2 separate regions of the Gossypium hirsutum genome follow, and region 1 is linked to region 2. A link is a contact called in public Hi-C data. All regions are on one chromosome and are shown on one strand. The core of a region is the stretch at or near the end of the contact, and the rest is flanking DNA. Distances in the headings are between cores, read along the strand shown.

Region 1 (3,519 bases), core at 787-3,286, 780 kb before region 2:
CTTACCGGTGAAAAGGTTTGGGTATTGGTTTCTCATGGCCTCCTCAGGCTCCCATGTAGCCTCTTCAGCCCCATGTCTTTGCCATAACACTTTTACAAAGGCAATACTCTTGTTTCTCAATTGTTTGACTTCTCAAGCTAAAATCTTAATTGGTATTTCACTGTAAGTCATATACGGTTGAATCTCAACCTCTATCGGTGAAATCACATGTGAAGGATCAGATCGATAACGGCCACAACATAAACACATGGAACACATCATGAATCTTTTCCAATTCGGACGGTAAGGCTAACTGATAGGCAACTGGCTCTACTCTCTTGGTGATCTCATACAGTCCAATAAAACGCAGACTCAACTTCTCTTTTCTACCAAATCTCAAAACCTTTTTCCATGGAGACACTTTCAAAAATTTTCTTGCCCTGTTTATTCGAAGCAGCTTTCAAACAATCACAAATTTTCTTCACTTTCTCTTTGGTTTCTTTGACTAAGTCAACCCCGTGAATCTGATTTTCTCTGAGTTTAGTCCAATACAGAGGTGTTCGACACTTACGCCCATATAATGTCTCATAAGGCGCCATTTTCATACTCGACTGATAACTGTTGTTATAGGCAAACTCTACCAATGGTAAGTATTTATCCCAACTACCTTGGAATTCCAATATACAACATCGGAGCATGTCTTCAAGTATTTGAATTACTCTCTCCGACTGACCGTCAGTTTGCGGATGGAAAGCGGTACTAAAGTTTAACTTCGTACCCAAAGACTCTTGTAACTTTTTCCAAAATCGTGAAGTGAATCTCGGATCTCTATCTGAAATAAATGATATAGGTACTCCATGAAGTCTGACAATTTCACCAATGTACAATTCAACTAACTTATCAAGTGAGAAATCAGTACGTACCGGTATAAAATGATTCGTCTTAGTTAATCTATCAACAATGGCCCATATGGTATCTTTCTTTCTCGGAGTTAAAGGCAACTCTGTCACAAAATCCATAGTAATCTGATCCCGTTTCCACTCGAGAACCACCATTGGCTGAAGCAAACCTGAAGGTACTTGGTTTCCGACCTTTACCTAATGACAAATTAAACATTTTGATACAAACTCTGAGATATCTCTTTTCATACCATTCCACCAATACATTTTCTTCAAGTCATTATACATTTTTGTATTGCCTAGGTGAACTGTCAAACAACCACTGTGTGCCTCATTTAAAATATTACGAATCAACTCAGTATCCTTCGGAACGCAAATCCTACTACGGAATCTCAAACAACCATCAGATCACTCAGAAAATCCGGTTCACTGTTGGACTCACACTGAACTCTCTTAGCTTGCTACTCTTTATCAACTTTCTGAGCATCACAAATCTGTTGAAGAAAAGTTGGTCTAGCTCTCAACTCGGCTAGAATCAAACCATCATCGAACAAAGTCAGCCGTGTATTCATAGCCCTCAAGGCAAACAACGACTTCCTACTCAAGGCGTCAGCGACCACTTTCGCCTTACCCAGATGGTAATCAATCACAAGCTCATAATCCTTCAACAGTTCTAACCATCTCCGTTGTCGTAAGTTTAAGTCCTTTTGAGTCATTAACACTACAACAAAATTGATTTTTAGCGGCATTTTTAGCGGTGCTTGAACCAAAAATGCCGCAAAATTTGTGGCATTAGCGACGCTTCTTAATAAACGCTGCTATAGGTTAAGCATTACTGGAACTTTTTGCAAAACATCGCAAAGAGTTAAGCAAAACGCCGTCGCTTTATGTTGAGAAGTGGAATTAGCGGCGCATTTTGAAAAACGCCGTGGCGCATTTGGAATTAGTGTCGCTTCTTGAAAAACGTCGCTATAGGTCGAGCATTAGCGGCGCTTTTTGAAAAACGTTGCAAAAAAGTTAAGTAAAATGCCATCGTTTTGTGTTGAGCTTTAGTGACATTAATAGCACTTTTTAAAAACACCGCAAGACTGAAAATTAGCGGTACTTTTTAAAAAACACCACTATAAATCAAGAACAAGCAGCGCTTTTTAAAAAACGCCGCTATAGATTGAGAATTAGCGGCGCCTCAAAACAGGTCGCAAAAGCAATTAAGCGAAACATCATCATTCTGTTTTGCCCAAATTAAAACACAGAAATCCCTCCCCTAAATCCCCAACACCCGAAATCCCTATCTTTTTTTCTCCATTTTATTTGCCTCAGATCCCCTTCCCCAAAATTCCCTTCCCCAAATCCCTAACATGGACAGAACTTCACATTTCTCTTTCACTTTTACGGTTTCAATCCTTGTTTTCCCTCTAAATTTCTGGTAAAATTCTCTCAAAACCTCTTCAGTTTCAGTTTTCTGGGCTTGTATTTTTCTGATTTGGTGGTGGGTTTTATGCTAGTTCTTCATCTCCTACCGTCTAGTTTTCGACAGAGCAAGGAATTAAATAAGGCAATCTTTGAAACCGTAAACCTAACTTGAACATTCTATTTCAATCATGAAAATTGTCTCTGCATCTGCATCATCCGTTATATTCAAATTTCTGTTTTAGATCCTACTGCTTGTTATTCTGTCTCATCTCGTGCACTATTTGTTGAGAGGGAGAATTTTTTTTAAAGCTATCTGATTCCCTTACCTGCTATTTGCAGCATCAATCCGCTGCTATTGATGTGAAATTTGTTCACATTGCTATTGAGGTCTTTAGTGGTTACGATTTGTGCTGCGACTGCAGATTAGCAGCCGTGACAGTTATACCATTGCTATTTTTAACTTTGATTGGTGATTTGATTTGCTTTTTTTAATTAGAGTATACTCTCTCTTTTTTCCTCCATTTTTTCATGGATATTAAAAGTTGGCACATATGCATTTCTCAACTTTGTTTCCCTAAAGCTGTTGAATTTATTTATAGGGTTCATGGATGCTTTCTAACTTTTATTTTAAATTTAAGGTAATTATTTAAGGTATTTAGTTAGAACAAAAGAAGAAGCCCCCGATATCTGACATTATTCTTCTTAACTGTATGCAGGGAAGGAATCCATGTCTAACTTGCACGTGATGGTCTGAAGGTCTCCATAGACCTATAATTAGGTGAGCATTGTACTTGGAAGCTCATACATTTGTGTGTACATATATATAAATATATGCATGCATCCTGGTAAACTTAGCTTTCAAAGCCATGGATGTACATATATCTTGTTTTCTATTCAATGATGTGAGTTTATATTTTTCTAACGAATGTTTTGCTCCCTGGGAATATTGATTGCTTTCGGTTTCTTTTTTGGGTTTTAGCAGAGTTGCTGAGTTTCGAGAATGTTCTTCACGGGTGATCCAACTACTCGAAAGCGGGTTGATTTGGGCGGTCAGAGCTCCAAAGAGAGAGATAGGCAGAAACTTCTTAAACAAACGCGTTTGGAACGCAATCGCTGTCTTTGGTTGTGCCAGCAAAATTCTGCAGCTCTCAAGATTCAGGTTTTGCTTTTGAATTTAGGCTGTTTCTTAGTTTCATTAATTACTTTATTTGGTTTAGTTGAAGAACTT
Region 2 (3,346 bases), core at 66-2,565:
TCATGCTACTCAAATTAGCCCAATTTCACATTTTTTGGTAAAATTACATTTTTACCCTTATTCTTTATCATATTTACACTTTTGCCTCTAGGCTCGTAAAATGAAATGTGTTCAATTTCTTTACTACCCATGCATAGCCAAACCTTTTTCATGCTTAGAGCAGCTCATATTTTCCATTATTTCACACATTTACCACCTATTTTACAACTTTTACAAAATGACCCATTTTAGGTGTTTTCATGAAAATCATTTAACAAAAGTTGTTTATTTAACAACCAATATTCATTTTCTTCCATAAAAATGCAGCAAACAACATGAATATTCTCATGAAAAAATCTTAGACTTTCAACCATTTTGCAAAATAGTCCCCTCATTAGCTAGATTAAGCTACAAGGGTTCCAAAAATATAAAAATCATAAAAAATGACCATCAAAATCACTTAGTTGTGAGGGTTAGAAATTGCTGAAATTTTCAAGCTTCCATGGCCATTTCCTTGGGTAAGAATCGGTGGAGAAGAAGAGAAGTAAAAAGATGATAGCTTTTCTTTTTATTTTACTATTATTCTACCTATTAAGTCACCTAAAGCCACGAACTTACCATTTTAATTTTTTTTTTTGTCTCCGTGTACATCCAACACTCATTATTAGTGGTCTATTTACTCAATAAGGACCTCCACATCTAATTTCTTTAGCTACATAACACTTTTGACTAGTAGAACATAATTTTCACTCTTTATGGGATTTAATTCATTTTTCGAAATTAAGCATGTAACTGCTAAAATTAATTCACCAAAATTTTCAAATATATATAAAATCATGTTATGACACATAAAAAAATATGAAAAATAATTTCTCCTACCTTGGATTTGTAGTTTCGAAACCACTAGACCTAAAATTGGGATGTTATATTAACTATTTAATATATATAAAACTAAATTAAATTATATTTTATATCATCATATTAAATTATTTAAATCTTATTTATTATATTTAATTTTTAAAAAATATTTCATATATTATTAGTTTTACAAATAATTTATATTAAGGTTAATTAATTTATTTTTTACTCTACTAGCAATGTATGGAATAATAATTCTTATTTTAATTACTTAAAAGTATTTAAAATTTATATTTGCATATAATTGTATTAAGTTATTTAAAGATCATATAACTTAATTAATATTTTACTTTTTACTATTATTTCTAAAAAAAACATTTTATCCTCGATTCGATGAAAAAAAGAGTTAAAAATTAACAATTCATACTTTTTCATAACTCTCTTTTAAACATACTTTTCAACCGCATGAAACATTGAATCATCTAAATTTGAATTGGCGTGTGCGACTTAATAGCTTTTAGCCTGTAAAGACCATATCAAGTTTTTGATCAAATGTTGACCAATTTGATTTAAATAAAAAGTTGAACGGTTTGTTTGCTAGGAAAAGGTCCAAAATGATAAATATCGTAAACGTTGAGGGTGAGAAATGCAGTTATGCCTTATTTATTTTCAGATAAATTACTGTTGTCCACTGGACGCTGGATTGGAGAGTTGAGGACCATCATTTCCCGATATTGTTTGAGAGGTCTATGGCGGGAACTATCCAATCCCTAATTTTGACGCCTCCGTCCATCGTCACCAGCCCGTTTCCTTGCCGGAAAACTTGCTGTCTCTTCAGCCGTTCCCTCAGAATCAATCCTCCTCGCCGTTCCATTTCAACACTTATCATTTCCTGTAAACCGTCCGATGAGGTTCCCTTAGAAATTAAGCTTCTAATTTCACTTTTTTTTGACGTTTAACCTTTTGCAGCTTACGAAGTTTGAATTGAATCGCAGATACATGGTTCAGATTTGGCTAATGGATTAAATTGGACAAAAACTTTAATGAATTTTGCCTCCAATAATTTTCTTCCCCTAGGTAATGAAATTTCTATTCATTGGCAATGATAGTGCTTTGATTTTTCTTTAAACTATCCTTGTAGTTTCAATTGTCATTTTTTTTATCTTGTATTTTTATTTTTTTATAAAGTTACGTCAAAATGATTCCTTTAGGTGAAGAACGCAATGGGGAGATTGTTGATTTTCTAATTTAAGTGTCTTATGGTGTGTTTATTTTGAATGGATTTTAGTTATCATGTTCTGTTAGTGTTTAGGACTGAATCCATTCTTCTCACTCTTTGAGAAAAATGAGAATGGGTCATTTGAAATGCATTTAGGGTTAACCCTAAATGATGAAACTTTTGAGTAGAAAACCTGAACTTATTTTAGGTGATTTTCAGTAGGACTTACTTTCTAAGAAGCACATCTCTGAATGCAAAAAGGGGAAAAAAAGATATTCTTTAAAGAGAAACATCAAGTATCCGAATAAAGCTCTGCTTTTGTGCTTCTATATTTCCTCTCAAAATAAAGCAGAACACGTTCTTCTTTGGTGGGACATTTAACTAAAATGAAACTAAAATACTTAGACTCATGAGGCAAAAATTATGCCAACAAAACTACATGCATCTGCATGTTACAATAGACCTTTTAAATTAGAAGAAAAAGGACTTGTTTTAGAAAGTGGTCTTGTCCTAAGTAACCCTTAATCAACTTCTAACTAGAAATGACAATGATTGTTTCCTAACCAACCTCTAGATAACTTGATGTGTCTCCACCATTATGGGTTTATTCACGAATGAAAAATAGAACACTTGATAGAAATGATGATTTGTACCAGTTCAGCTTTATTTGTTTGTTTGGGCCTCAAGACGCATTAGTTCGGTTAGGCTCATATATTTAGGATGACTAGGGGATTGAGCTAGTTAAGTAACTGGGTGACTGATGTGATGGTGGTGGGAACGTTCTCCAACGTTCTCTCTTTTCCTAGCTTTCAATTAGAATAGTACTTGGTATATATAGACTAGTAGCTTTTCTTTTTCGGCATTTGATAATTGGGTATTGTTGAAGATTTGTATTTGGGAAATTTAGTCCTTGAATAGGATTGTTTATTGCACTAAAGTGTTCACTTGTTGTTTTTTTTTTTTAATAATTCCTTTCCACTATTTTCCTTCCACTTCCTGTCATAACTCACACTTGGAAACGTGGATGGTTTAGATATAAAATTGAAAACACCACACTAGACAGTTGAGATGTAGATAATTTCCAAAGTTTCAAAGGTGAAACTCTCAACATTAAGGTTTTGCTTTGTATGGAGGATGGAAAAAAGTGAAGATGAAATGTTTTTCAATCTAATAGTTAACCTATAAGTAAGAAAGTATTTATGATTCTTAATTATTTGATTAATAAATTTTCCATCATCACTCTTTTCCATCATTCATTTCCAAGCAAAGTCTAAAAGAAAAACCCTCATG

The links. A called contact is a pair of places that touch in the nucleus more often than the background predicts.
Region 1: a Hi-C map of fibers shows a contact between it and region 2, with 3 times the contacts expected there. The contact joins the promoter of LOC107934259 here to the promoter of LOC107887876 in region 2. A contact is called at or near these places in 6 of 34 Hi-C or Micro-C datasets (anther, fibers, leaf and 1 more).

What each region holds. Positions count from the first base shown.
Region 1 is chrA12:56,378,905-56,382,423 of Gossypium_hirsutum_v2.1, reverse strand. It overlaps LOC107934259 (E3 ubiquitin-protein ligase UPL6), which reads left to right and starts at 2,036. Exons shown (of 8, transcript XM_016866651.2): 1 at 2,036-2,304; 2 at 3,008-3,069; 3 at 3,274-3,450. The coding sequence starts at 3,292.
Region 2 is chrA12:55,598,599-55,601,944 of Gossypium_hirsutum_v2.1, reverse strand. It overlaps LOC107887876 (probable sodium/metabolite cotransporter BASS4, chloroplastic), which reads left to right and starts at 1,315. Exons shown (of 14, transcript XM_016812094.2): 1 at 1,315-1,748; 2 at 1,833-1,914. The coding sequence starts at 1,587.